Regions from separate parts of the Mus musculus genome. Here regions 1 and 3 are each linked to region 2. The links are chromatin contacts, called in public Hi-C maps. All regions are on one chromosome and are shown on one strand. Each heading gives the region's core, a stretch centred on a gene start, on an enhancer-like site or on the middle of the called end of the contact. The rest is flanking DNA. Distances are from core to core; before and after follow the strand shown.

Region 1 (4,379 bases), core at 1,626-4,125, 170 kb after region 2:
TTACTTGTGTAAGTGGGTAGTCATCAAGAGCACTGCTAGATCCTAGTGCACAGAACTGGCATCCTCCCCCACAGTGTTATCCAACCCAGCCAGTGGTGCTAAGGTTGAGAAGCCTTGTTGCATGCCAAGGATGTGTTGCCCAAAGCTATAAGATCTTACTAGCACAGCGGGTGACAGTTGCTAAGTGATACCATGCTAGGTCCTGGTGGGTGCCTGGGTGCTCTGAGAGAGTGGAGGAGGGTGATGGAGGATGAGTGGGTGCCATCACAGATGTGGGAAGAGTTGAGGGGATGCTGGAGCAACCACGAGGCACCGCGTGACCAGCATGAGGCTGGGAGTTGGGAGCCAGTATAGAGGAACAGAATGGTGAGTGTGCCCTGCAGTGGAGCCGAAGGCTGTGCTTGGAAAAGTGGAGATGCTGAACTGTAAATAAAGAGGGTGCATGGTTGACTCTGGGGCAGAGGAAGGCCAGGGTGGGCAGTGTTTTAGGAAGAGTTGCCCTTGGTGGTAGCAGGATTGGTTGGAGAAAGGCTAGTCTGTAATACTGAGACTCCAGGCAGGTGAAAGGAACTTGTCATGGTGTCAACTTATGCCTGAAGGACAGAGACACTGCCAGTTACTAGCCTGTTCCTCAGTTTACCTGTATGTAGATTGGGGGCCAAGAGATGAAATGTTTGGCTTTTAAACCTAGCTGAAGTGATGACAAGGCCCAGGGAACAGAAGGTGACCTTTATGTAGTAGTATTGAGAGTGTACCATGTCCTCCCATGTCCCACAGGCAAGAGCTGTCCTCAATCTCTGAGTTACAAAGGAGGAATGGAAGCCTAAGGTCCCCTGAAGCAGCAGAGGCAGGCCTCACTCTGGGGACTTTGTCACCAGAGTACAAACTCCTAAGCTCAAAGCTCATGTGATAAATGTGAGGCCTTGTAGCCTGCCCAGGTGCTGACCTGGGGTGTGGCCAGAAAGAGTGACTCCAGCAGCATCCGAAAAAAGGCAGGCTTAGGATGTGGCTCCATGACTCCGTGGCTTCGTGGCTCTGGGCCCAGACTTAGAGTTTTGTGGCATCAGAGATCCTGTTCATTTCTGTGGCAACATTTTCAGTCTTTCCCCTTTGGAGTCCATCTTCCCTTCAGAGAGGAACTGGGTGCCAGCTCAGGGTTCCTTAAGACCAGCATTGATGCATTTCCCCCCTTAGTACATGTTTAATCATATTGCACTGTTGTCCACCCAGTGAATTGTGTGTGTACGTGTGCTCACACATGCATGTGTATATACATGTGAATGTATACATGTATGTGTATATGTATTATGTGCTCATACGTACACCTACATGAATACATACATGTAAGTACATATGTATATATGAATATATGTACATAAGGGTGTATATATCTTTATATGTACATATGTGGTTTTGTGTGCGTAGACACACATAGACACACACAGACACACACATGTATACACACACACACACACACACACACACACACACACACACACACCCGTGCCTTCTCTATTTACTGCTGGGAGTTCAGAAAGAGCACTTGCTTTTCTTTCTGCCTCCTGCAGCCAGGGGCTGTATATAATGTATTTAAATATATTCAATGAGATGCATGAAACAAACAAAAAAAAGCCCCTCCTGGAAGCTGGATTTACACCTGAGTACAGGTTCCCTGTTGGCATGTGTCACAGCTGTCTGGCAGCCTGGCTACTTTTATCAAGGGAGGAGAAAGCAGGTAAGGAGAGGAGGGAAGGGGGCACACAAGTGAGCAAGGATGTGGAAGCAGAGTGGGCTGGTGGGAGAATGGGTGGGAACATCAGCAAGCAGAGATCCGAGCCCTTCGCTCGCAGGCTCCACCGTGTGAATAAATACATGTCATGCAGAGCTAACCGAGTGTGCTGCTTCCTCAGCCGCCTCTGCTTCCCTTCTTCCTGTTACTGCCGGGCCGGCCATGCAGAATTAGGATGTGGGCTTCAGTAGTACAGAGCAGAAGGTGGACGATCACGTTTGAATATTGCTTTGACTCCGCAGGCAGAGTGCTTGCTAGAAAGCGTGAGGACCTGACTTTGGATCCCCAGCACCCAGCTAAACCACTGAATGTGACAGTCTATGTCTTTACCTCGGGCAGTGAGAGCCAGGGACAGTTGGATCCCAGGGCCTGCTAGCCAGCAGGTCTAGCGGAATTCTGGGGCTTCAGGTTCAGTGAGAAATACTCCTTAAAAAAATAATGTGAAGAGTGATTGAAGGAGACTCCTAACACACACACACACACACACACACACACACACACACACACACACAGAGGTTGGGGGAGGGGTTAAAGAACATTTTTTTCTTGCTCTCCTGCTGTATGGCAATGTTACAGTGATAATCTGAATTCTTAGGGCAGAGACTATAGTATAATGGGCTCTAGGATCATGGGCTTTATTCAAGGAGAGTTAACATTGCTTCTGAGGACATTCGGCTGGTAGGACATGGATGTATGTTAGAGATCTTACAGCTTCAATAGCCCCACAAGGCTTGTGCTTTCCTGTACTTGCTGAGGCATGTGTGTGTGTGTGTGTGTGTGTGTGTGTGTGTGTGTATGTGTCTAACAGTAACAGATGTGCTAGTTGCTTGTAGTGAGTGGCCTGCTCTAGGGGTGTGTGCACATACAAAGCTTCAAAATATCTGTCTGTCTGTCAGCATTAATCCTGCTTTGCAATTTTTAAGATCATGAATCTATAGTGTATAACACTAAGGCTTAGCAACTTCTCAGTGTTACCTGTACCATCATCCCTGTTACTTCTGTCTCTGACACTTCACTTCTTAGAGGAGACTTTTCCTACAGTCTATAGAGCAAGATCTCTATGTTCATTGCAAGCAATGCCCATCCCTTCCTGCTTGCTCAGCAGGGTTGTACAGCAGAGAATGACTAAGAGGAGAAGCAGATGGGCCAGTTGTAGTGTCTGGTTTATGAGAATTTAATTATGCCTCTCATGACAAAGCTAGATCTTGGCTGTGTGGCGTTATCGCCGCTTGCTCTTTATCAAGGCCAAGATGACATCTTCTATTATGCACAGAAGCAAAGAAACACAATGCAGGGCAAAGCAGGGCCAAGCAGGGCCAATCCCAAACAGAAAGTGACCTCAATCCTCCCCGCCCAGCTCTCTGTGTATGGCGTGTATTTGGAAACTTACTGTTCCCTCCCATAGGAAGGGCACTTCTGAACATATTATTTTGGCTAAGAGTCATAGATAAGAAGATATTAGAGTCAGTGAGTATTACCAGCTTTGCTGTATGCTGGGTGAGTAGAGATGGCAGCCACCTTAAGTTCCCAAGTCTTTGTTCATGTTTTACTTGTATGTCAGATGGATTATGACCATGCTGGTTGCTTCTGAGAGTGCCGTGGGTGGTGAGAAGGGATAATATAGGACTCAGATTCTCTGCAGACTTCACTCTGGAGGTGGAAGGAGCCAGGCCCTTTCTTGTATTCCTATCCAAAACTCAGAGAGGAGCTGGGATGGGGGAATCCACTCGACGTTGGGTTTCCTCTGTATTTGTAGCTCTTAGTACAGTACTCATTGGTCTCTAAATATCTATGAAACTGGAACATTTTCAAGTTACCTGAGCCAATCTGTACAGGAAATGATTTATTGGTCTGATTGTTGGAATACTGGGTACCCAGTTATAGACTGCAAGGGTAGGCCAGGGTGGATTTCTAATGGTTGTGAAAGCCTGGTCACTATTGCCTGAGCATGCCACGCTGGCCTCCAGTTTGGACATCCTTTAGAGCCCCATTTCGTCATGTTTCTGTGTTTGGGTGAGTTGTGTACAAGATGTGCTCCTCAACCTAATGAATTGGTAGAGGAACAAAGAGGCCAAAATAGCCTTTGATGGCGTGGCCCATATGTACGTAGGTTTCCTTTGTAAGGTCAGATGGTATTGTGTCCTCCATGGATCGCTGTGCTGAGAATCTGTATTTAGGAAAGGGCTAGCCTGAGGGATAGAGAGGTGGCCCAGCAATGAGCAAGTGATATTGTTTGTTTAGTGTGTGTATGTGTGTGGGGGGTATGCGAGCGCGCGCACAATTGCATGGCAGAGTACATTTGTAGGATAAAGAACAAGTTGGGTGAATTAGTTCATTTCTCTCCTTCCAACATATGGGCTGTGGGGATTGAACTTGGGCAATTAGGCACCATTACCCGCTTAGCCATCTAGCTGGCCCACCCCGTGTGTTTTCGGCAGTCCTGGGAATTGAACCTAGGGCCTCACGCCTGCTAGGCAAGTGCTGCACTGTCTACTCAGCTCTCTCGTTACCTTTTTGAGGCAGGGTCTTGCCATTTGCCCAGACTGGTCTATGAACTCATTCTGAAGTTCAGACATGCCTTGAACTTATA
Region 2 (5,058 bases), core at 1,248-3,747:
CACCTGAGGAGGACCCCACCCACTCAGAGGAGAAGGGGACAGGGGATGGGGATGGGTTGTGGAGGGTGTGATGGGGAGGGAGGGGCAGTGAGTGGGATGTAAAGTGAATAAGTAAAAAATGAAATGTAATGAAATAAAAATAAAAGAATATGTGGAACACACACACACACACACAAACTGGACACAGTGGTGTGTACCAGGGAGGCAGAGAAAGATGGATTCCTGTGCCTCAGTGCCCAGTCAGTATAACCTACTTGATGTCTATCAAACCAATGAGAAAGCCTGTTTCAACAAACAAGAGGGGGAAGGCATCTGAAGAATGACAGTTCGGGTTTTCCTCAGGCCTCCACATTCACACACACACACACACACACACACACACACACACACACACACCCCTTAATGCTTTAACTAAATTTCTAAATTTGTGCAGACCTACAGGTTAGACATGCTTATAGAATCCTGGTCCCCACTGGGCACTATTGGGAGGTGGCAGAAACTTTAAGAGATTGGGCCTAGTGCAATGCCTCAGAACATTAGATTACTGCCCTTGAAGGGGGCTGGGAAATCCTGGCTTCTCTCTCTTATGTGCTAGTCCTAGGGAGAGTTACTTAGCTCTACCACACACTTTCACCTTGATGTGGTACCTTACTGGAGGTCCAAAGCTATAGGCACAATTGTCCTGGACAAGAACATCAAATCTATGATCCAAGCCTTTTCTTTGTAAGGTAGTGGTGGTTTCAGGTGTTTGTTATGGCAACTGCATCCCAACTAATGGTGAATTTGAGAGTCTGTCTGCTGTGAGGCTGGGTGAGGTAATAAAATACTAACATTGCCTAGGTCTATGACACTCTCTACAAGCATGTTGGTATTGTAACCACACAAAATACAGAGCTTAGCACCACCTCTAACCAGTGTGGTGTTCTGTCAAACCCTTAACACTGATATCCACTGACAGCACTGTGGAACCTTCCTTAGCTTCGATCCTGGTCGCCCTGGTGCAGTCAGTTATGGGAAGTTTTCTTACATGAGTGGATCACCTGCAGCTGGTTCTCATAAGATCCACAGGGATGACCTTGGTTAATAATTTCTGAAAAACAAAATAAGTAGGAACCAGGATCCACATGCTCAGGCTCCCTTCGGGGCTGTGTGAAAACCTTCCATGACCACATGTGGAACACACTCTTCCCTTTAAACCATCCAGACAGGAAACGGAGCAACAGGGCCCAGGCCCTGACTCGCTGGGTGAAGCTTCTCCAATAAAAGGGGTGTACACTGTCATTTAAAGAATATCTTTCGTAAAACTGCTGAGTTACTTCCTCAAATTTTCTTCCTTTTTTTCTAAAGATTGCTGACTTTGGGGTGAAGAAATCACAACTGCTAACTCTTAGATCCCCGGAAGAGTGTTATGGGCTCTTTCTTAGTTCTTAGTTGGAAGGAAAAGCTCCGGATGTTTTGTCCACTACAGATAATTTTGGGAAACATTTAGTCTGTGGCTTCTTCCACGTTGCTAAGAGACTTACCACAAGATGGCGCCTGGCTTAGTTAATGAAAGGCTTTCCCTACTTTTAGGTCCTTGTACTTGGAGTGGAGACACTTGGCAGAGCTGATGATGTTGTTTCCATGGAGACAAAAGTCTGAATCACTGTATGAGTTTTTAATGATGGAGACTCTCCTCTTATATCCTTTAACTATGCTGTGCCTTCCAACTAAATTTTTCCTATTAACAGCAGCTAAAGTGACACCTGGCTTGTGACTGAAGACACTGGATCTTCTCCCCAGGTCCCAGTGGAGTAAGAGGGCCATGTGCTCTGTCCTCTCTCTGTTGTGTTTTGTAGTTGTTGATTTAAACCTCAGACCCTTGGTTTCCTTAATTCAAGTGTTTGTTATAGTAACTGCATCCCAACTAACGGTGAATTTGGGAGTTTTTCTGCTGTTCCTTAATTAAACATGGGGAGATTGGCAGTATAACTAGGAAACTCAGTGGAGCTGTAATAACTCATTTGTGTAAGGAAGGCTGACTCTGAACTCTAAGGTAAGTGATGTTAGCTACATAAACCCCAACAAGCCTGTTAGCATATCACTGGATGTTCCTGGATTAGCAGATGAATCAGAAATTAAGCCAGTCTAGCAGTCACAGATTTTTCAATTCTGGGACAGAACCACTTTTTCCTTTTCTCTTTCTTTTTGTTGGGGTGGAGGGAGGTTTCGAGACAGGATTTCTCTGTGTAGCCCTGGCTGTCCTGGAATCTTCTTTGTAGAGCAAGCTGGTCTTGAACTCACAGATGTCAACTACTTCTGCCTCCTCAGTGCTGCACTCAAAGGCCTGAACCACCACATTTTTTGATATTTGTTGTGAGAGTGGAATGAGAGGCATGTGTCCTTAAAGTGAAATAAACCTCTCTCTAGTACATCCCTGTTGCTATGTGGCAAGGCTCTACTGTCTTTCTGGATCCAGAACCAGCATCATTGGGTATGAAACTATCTCTGGGGAAGTGAATCTGCCCAGCTCTTATCAGCCTCTGGTTAGGACTTCCTGAATATGACACAATGTCCTGGGGGAAGGGAGGCCTGCAGCTCTTATCTTTATCTCTCATCTGACACCAGGGCATTCTTGTGGCCAAGGCCAATGATGATGTTGTTTCCAGGCAGGAGCCCTGGAAACAGAAGGTGGGTATAAGAGTGTATGTTGTGGGTGTAAATCCTTAGAATTGTTGTTCTTCTAAGGGGTCATGTTCAGAATTCATTAAGAGGTAGACCAGTTAGCTCTATGGTTGCTGAGGGTCCTACTCAATAAGAAACATCAAAATAACACAGGGGTTGTAACAAGATAGAATGTTGTACTTTTCAGACCTTGTTTATTTGTTTATTTTGAATTCATGAACTCACTATGTAATCAAGGATGATTTTGAACCCCTAATCCTTCCACCTCGACCTCCCAAGTTCTGGGTTTACAGGTGTGTGCCACTGCATCTGGCCTGGCCTTTCTAAGCAGACTGCTACAGGAGGTAAGCAGAAACACTTTTGATAAGTAGCTACAAATGTTAGTAAGATGCTCTATCCACCGCCACTCCCCTCTACTCCGAAGATCACACTAGCATTACAATTCCCAAGCTTTCCAGCTGCAGAACTTGTTGGTTAAGTAGGGCAGACAGTGTGGGACCAGAACTAAACCACCAGGGATAAGAGAGAAGAGGTTGGGTTTGATGCTTTCTACATAGCCATCTGGCCCTGATCCAGGCTGTCATATGCAACCATCAAACAAATATGTAAGGAATGTGGACTTATGGAGTGAGTCAGTGGGAACACCCTGGGTACTCACCCTGATAAGAGGAGGGTGAGTCTCTGGGACCAGAAGGGGTCCATCAACAAGGAAATCACCCCTGGCCGAGGACCTCAGATTTTCATCTTGTCATGCTTCCACGGGTACCCCAGAACAATATTGGTTACATTTATCTTGAATTGGCAAGAATGGCTTGATTTTAAATATTCTTCCTGTTTGGTTCTGAAAAAAATATAATTTTACTTATCAGTCTGGTCTCATGTCCCAATTTTTGCCTCTGACAAATAGCACATGCTTCAGATCTTTGAGTTCAGCCATTTTCCTTTCTTATTGGTAGGAAATCCCTAGGGGATGGCTAGAGATGGATCATTTGACAAAGCACCAGGCTGGGCTCTGAAAATTGCTGGTGTCAATCACAGTGTGTGTCACTGCTACATGTAAGTGGATTCAACACTGTGGAGTAAGATGAGATGGACCAAAGGCCCTGCTAAATGGAGCTAAATATCTTCAGAGAGCTGTGAGTTTTTCCAGAAGAGCCTTTCTTGAAATATAAATGAGCCTAGTGAAACAAAAGTTCAGGCTTCTGGTTCTACAATTTTCTGCTTGCACAGCCTAATGGCTTCCCCTTCTGGTTCATATTTGACTGACACTGTTCCTTTGACCATATTTCATTCCCTTTCTTCAATTCTTTTTTTGTTTTGCCAAAGTAGTTTCTTGACTAACTCTTCATGGTGGGCACGTGGGTAGAAAAACTCAGTTCTTTTTTGCCCTTTCACATGCTATTGATCATTTGAGTGGGAAGAGAATCTAAATTCAAACTCATTTCCCATAAACATTTTGAACAAATTATTTTATTGTCTTGAAGCATAATTAAGTTTTAAAACTTTGTGTTTTTTCTTTCAGGCTGTTTCCCTCGGCTGTCTCTTCACCCCTTTCTACTTAAGCTGGGCATTTCCCCAGAGCAGAGTGAGGAAACACTTTCATCAGCAGTCCTTCTGAGAGCTGCTGCCTCCAGAGGAACGAGGACATCATAGTCAGGATGAAAAGCCATTGACTTCCATGCCAGGGGCCAGAAGTTGGACCTTTTATGGATTCTGTGATTCATCACCAAGAGCCCCAAAGATTAATTTGCTCCTCTTGTGTTTCTAATCACCTGGGCCACAACAGAGGCCATACTCTTGCACCTTCACATTGTTTGAACAGACCTAGGAAGCACACCTTTCTGACAGAGTAGCAGGAAACAGAACATCTCTTTGGCAAATTGTTAACTTCCAGGTCTAAGAAAAACAGTCCTTCAACTTACGTTGAGTCAGGCAGTAGAAGGTAGCTAGAACTCACGGAGGTCAGTAAGAGAAAGGGGCAGCTGAATTTTCTTTGTGGAGGGTGAGAGCCAGTCATAGCTCCCATAGCTGTCATGAGTGAGAATTGTGAATTAGCTCAAGGGAGAATTTGCTGGCAGTTGGGGCCAGCTAAGAGCAGAATGGATTTCCATGGGAATTTCTGAGTTTTTCTTGTTAAGTTACTAAGTGGTGGAGATATATATCAAATCTCAGAACATACAGGATGCCCAGAATTCATGATCATGTGAGAATTGTTTGTCATACTTAGAGAAATGACTGAACACAGTAGATGCTCAATATAAGCTGAATAAAATGATCATGAACTTAATTATACCTTAGCTTTTGAAATGAATAATGTCACTTTGTTTGCTTCAGCATTCATAATGTTTCACATAATAACACATGACTGCCTTTAGATACTAATCTTAAACAATT
Region 3 (4,787 bases), core at 1,545-4,044, 190 kb after region 2:
CTGGGGAAGGCCTTTGGTATAGTGTGAATGTTAATATTTTAAGATTTTATTTGTGGGACTTGAATGTGCTCTCTCTCTCTCTGATTGTGAGGTTTGCATGTGTATATTTTCATTCTTCCCCCTTAAATGTCTCTGACACTTCACTGTGATTTTTAAATTTAGAAATGTTATTAACATGAGCTCTTGTAAAAGGTAGATTTTCTTCATAATCATAGCCAACAAGACATCTACAGTCATTTCCTAAATACCACTCACCTGGATATGACAGCTGACGCTGTACCGAACAGGCAACATATGTTCTCATTGTCTCCCCTTTCAATCCGACAGTCTGATCTTTGATCAACACCATGAAGTTTGTGGAGAGGAAGTCAGTGCCTGCCAGTGGCTGCACACATGGGAAGGGGGAAGCTGGCTACACAGGATTGGCATTTTTGTTTCAAAAATCAAGTCAGGAAATGAGGTCATTCTCATCACTGCCGAGACTTTCCCTTGGGAGAGATGCTAGGGTTGTGCATCTTAGAGAGTTCAGGCAGTTCCTTCAGATCCTCTGTCCTAGAGTTCTGGAGTGCTGAGGCATAGTGATTCATTTCTGTGTTTCCCTGCCACTTCTGAAGTATATCTGATGTATAGATAAAGACAAGTAGTGTGGCCAGTTTGTATTCTAAATGTAATTTTCTGAAGCGCTGAAGAAGGAGGCAAAGGAAAAAACCATTGAGTCATAGTAACAGTCTGTTTGTGTCTGTGTGCTTCAGGTACACTTCTAGAACCTTCTTTGGTACCTGGAATAGCATTTGCCATTGTGAGGGGGGATGTGCCAGTCCTAGGGAGAGCAGGGGAGGTGTAGGCCAGTTACTAGACATGGCGTGGGGTGTTCAAGTCTGAGGGCAAGCATGGAGTTCTCCTTTAAAGCTATCAGCTGAAGGTGGCTGTGGTAGAACAACATATTTGTCTTTCAAGTAGGAAAAAAAAGACAAGTCCAGGTAGATTCATGAACGAATTCCAGCAAGAATGGTGGGCTTTTCATAGTTCAGAGGAGAACATGAATGCCAATAAATTCTAATTTTTGCAATGGTGAAAGAAAAGTTATCCCAGAGCATCTGTGGAAGCATGATAATGGAATGATTTCATGGGATTGTTCAGTAGTCCTCTTTTGTAGTGGGGTAGAGAGGAGGGGTTCAAGCCACCATGGAGCACCCAGCATGAGGCAGGGGAAGTATCTGGTCGATAAGCAGGTAGGCTCAGTAGACGCAGAAAGATAGGACAGAGTGTCTGGGATAAGGAGGGATGCCGATAAGCCCGAGCCTCAGGTTTGTGGGTCTCTTCTCTGGAAAGCTCTCCTGCATAGGCTCGTGCCTCTCCCCCTGCTCCATGCAATCGTCAGCAGCGGTTTGCTCTGTCCATGCATTCATCCTTGCAAACTGCCCGTGTGTTTGAGTCTTTATGTATCCATGTATATATGAAATGTGCTTTTACGTGTATGTGATTGCACATGTTTGTATGTGTGTTTCATGTGCCTGTGCATACATATGTGTGGAGGCCAGAATACAGTCTTACCTGTCGTTACTCGGGTGCCATGTCCCTTGTTTGGGGGCAGTCGCTCACTGGTCTGGAGCTCACTGCTTAGGCTAGGTTGGCTGGCCCCCACCCACCTAGCTTCCTACCTCCACCTTCTCAGAGCTGGGATTTCAAGTGTATGTCACCATACCTAGCAATTTTTATATGGCTTCTGGAGGCTTTACTTATGGTGCTATGCTTGCCTGGTAAGTGCTTTACCCACTGATCCAACCTACCAGCTACACAGGAACTTGTTTCCTCTGTCTCCCTCCGCCTGGCACGGGAGTCTCCAGGACCAGAGCACGCCCTTCATCTCTCTCCATATACTTTTGTTCAGTGTGTGTTCAGTGACTAAATGGCCTGAATGCCCCCCCCCCCACCTCTGCAGTGACCTGCCCACTGTGTCTGAGGTTCTTTGCCTCAGAGAGTGGTCCCTCCGTACCTTGAGGGACAGTTCAAAACACCTTGTCTTATGTGATCTGTGGCAGCTTGTTATTCTCATTTCCTTGAAAGAGCAGCTGCTCTTCATAGGGCTAACTCATGTTTAAACCATGGCCAGTTTCCAGTTTCATTAAGGACTTCCTGCTGTGTCCTGCTAATGTCTTTGTGTGGCACATTGGCCTGTTCCCAGGAAGCATGCTCTGATTTCTGTGGGGATGTCAATAGTTGTGTCTCTTAACGGGAAGTGGCTTGCTGATGGAATCTCAAGCGCTTTAATCATGGGCCAATTTGGGAAGAGACCTTTAGACAGCCAAGTGCTTCGGAGGCCCTCAAGTCACTCGGCCTGTGCAATCTTTGCTCTGGGAACTGTCTTGTTTTGACCTGTCTGTCCTGAATTTCGGGGCAGCCCATCCCCAAGGGTCAGAGAAGCTTCGAAGGAGGATCTGTGGTGTACCCTGCAGCTGGAACCCGTCTCTGCCCTCCTAGGCCAGGTTGAGTGGCATGTGCCTGGGCTGGGGCTTCTGTGATGCTCTGAGCCTGGTCCTAGTTCCAGCCCTTCGGGACTTGGAGGTGAAGTCAAGAACATGTTTGTGCCTACATTCTTTCTGAGGGCTTATAACCCCCACAGCCAAGGAACTGGAAAAAAAAATACTGCCATGCTCTGGCCTTTAGTTTGGGGGCAGGGTGTAGAAACACACTATCATCTTTTTGTTCTGTGGGCAGTCACAGGGCAGACATACTGTTGGCTTTGGCCAGGAACATGTGTATCATCAACTCTTTATAATAATTGCTTAGCAGCTGTGTGTGTAAGTGGCTGAACAGCAAACACAACGTCTCCCCATAGCAGAGCCTGTAGAGGTATCAATTTTTCTAAGGGTTGGGGTAAAGTTAATGTGCTTATGTTGTAGGAGACTACAGGGCCTGCCAATTGTGCAGGAAGATTAGGTTGGCTCCATCCATCAGGAAATGAATAATGAGATGTGTGGGCCATTTAGAAAGAGACAGGACCAGTGGGCGGGCACAAGGGCCAGTTTAGCTCCTGCTGAGTGTTTGTGCTTTGGGAAGAGTGTACATTATAACACATTGAAAATGCCAAGGCCAAGCCTAGAACACTGAAAAAAAGTGTTCTAGGGGGAAAGTTCAGCAGAAAAATAGCGGCCTTCTCTCCCAGCAGAGGGTGCAGGCTCAGGAAAGCAGGAGGGAATTGAGTCTCTGCTTTCAGCCTTGGCGAGTGGTAAACACTGTCAGGAACCTGGAGAAGGTCAGCTCGCTCTATTGGAAGGTCCTCTGGTTATGGCGTAGTTAATGGATTTCTCTGGCATAAGTTACTACTTATAAGGTATGGGTGGGGGACTCTGGACACTTGGAGGGTGGGGAGCACGGCGAGAAACCCTTGTTAATTCACTATTATCGTTCTTTCTGAATTTGAGGTTTGACCACAGCTAGACTGGTGCGGAAGTGTCTCAAAATGACAGAGAATGACTTTATCATCCAGTCACGATTAGGCCGTCAGTTTTATTAGCCTGACAGCAAAAATGTGATCTTCTTGAGCTCTGGTTTTGTCAGCTGTAGAATGGACATACTAATGTTACTATGAAGAGTTGTTGGTAGAATAAAAATGTGGCTGGTAATTGTTCTTTACAGTAAGCTTTAATAAACAGCAGTGGAGGTGTGGTGATCCTGTGGTTAAGATGAGGATGGTGATGGTGACAAGGCTATAAGAGCTTCATTTTTTTTGGATACAGTATCGTGGTCAGGGAAGGAATCATTGTCTATATTCTAGTCTGTACTTAGAAGGATTGACACCATAGCTTGGAGGCCACGCACTTTCCTAACACGGAGGCGGCTCTGGCTCAGTCTCCAGTTACACACATGCACACACAGATTCCACTTCTGTACTTCTAAGGATGCATAGACTAGTACACGTCACGGCCACCTTCTGCTCACAGCTTTATTTAGGAAATTACCCAAGATGCAGCTCAGTGATTGAAGTGTGCCTCAGGTATTTCCTTTGTGGAGCAAAGACAAACAAGAGGAGAAGCATCTTTAAAGGTAAAGATAAAGTGTTTTTTTTTAATGCCCTTAAGTATCAAAATAAGGAAATTGTTGGCCATACACGGACCTCCTGAATGCCCAAATCATTTGTTCATGTTCAAAGGGATATTTAAAGGACACAGAACACAATCCATTTGGTTGGAGTGAAGATATTGCATATTGATCAGCTCTGGTTATCTTCCCCACTTGCTTAGGCCACCCCTTGTAGTGACAGCCAGCATCAGGTGCACAGCCTTGCATCAGATGTTCAGAGCACACACAGTGTGGGACCCTTGCTCCCCCCTCCCCCCCAGGGCATCATCCTGTCCACACCACACACCTGAGTATGAGTATTATTGCTTCCTGGTTAGTAGCTTTGAGACTTGTATAACTTCTTAAGCCTAGTTTCTGCATGGTGATGATGATAACAACAACAACAATGATATTTTTGTGTTTATTTCCTACTGTTGCTGTCACAAATTAGCAACGCTTATAGACCTTGGGGTATCACAAATTATCTTAGTTTTGGTCAGAAGTCCCAAACTGAATCTTGCCAGGCAAAGCTCAAGATATTAGAAAATATTAGATATTAAAGATATTAGAAGGGCTTGTGCTCTTCCCTGATGGGACAAGCCCACCCCCCCCAACCCCGCTTCTCTAACTGCTAGGTAAGGGCTCAATGTTTCTCTTGGCTAGTGTCTCTTCCAGCATGGATGTCATCCTGCCCTCTTTGTCACTTCATTCAAGAAGTTGCCCTT

What was found. Hi-C and Micro-C count contacts between places; a contact is called where the count stands out from the background.
Region 1: a contact with region 2 is called in a Hi-C map of the N1E-115 cell line, with 2.8 times the contacts expected there. The contact joins two enhancer-like sites. A contact is called at or near these places in 3 of 484 Hi-C or Micro-C datasets (the N1E-115 cell line, cortical neurons and forebrain) and 1 of 115 datasets of contacts at active chromatin or transcription factors (embryonic stem cells).
Region 3: a Hi-C map of the N1E-115 cell line shows a contact between it and region 2, with 3 times the contacts expected there. The contact joins two enhancer-like sites. A contact is called at or near these places in 2 of 484 Hi-C or Micro-C datasets (the N1E-115 cell line and nephron progenitors) and 1 of 115 datasets of contacts at active chromatin or transcription factors (embryonic stem cells).

What each region holds. Positions count from the first base shown.
Region 1 is chr2:5,594,572-5,598,950 of GRCm38.p6, reverse strand. The region is part of intron 1 of Camk1d (calcium/calmodulin-dependent protein kinase ID); the gene reads left to right. Among named protein-coding and RNA genes, the nearest start is that of Gm36853, 110 kb to the right of the region's middle. Within about 2 kb of position 2,875, at least 37 of the 459 cell types and tissues checked have an H3K27ac peak or open chromatin away from gene starts, as enhancers often do. A contact at or near this core is called in the N1E-115 cell line, where this site is marked.
Region 2 is chr2:5,767,315-5,772,372 of GRCm38.p6, reverse strand. No RefSeq gene overlaps it. Among named protein-coding and RNA genes, the nearest start is that of Gm29857, 42 kb to the right of the region's middle. Within about 2 kb of position 2,497, at least 53 of the 459 cell types and tissues checked have an H3K27ac peak or open chromatin away from gene starts, as enhancers often do. A contact at or near this core is called in the N1E-115 cell line, where this site is marked.
Region 3 is chr2:5,575,273-5,580,059 of GRCm38.p6, reverse strand. All of the region lies in intron 1 of Camk1d (calcium/calmodulin-dependent protein kinase ID), which reads left to right. Among named protein-coding and RNA genes, the nearest start is that of Gm36853, 95 kb to the right of the region's middle. Within about 2 kb of position 2,794, at least 26 of the 459 cell types and tissues checked have an H3K27ac peak or open chromatin away from gene starts, as enhancers often do. A contact at or near this core is called in the N1E-115 cell line, where this site is marked.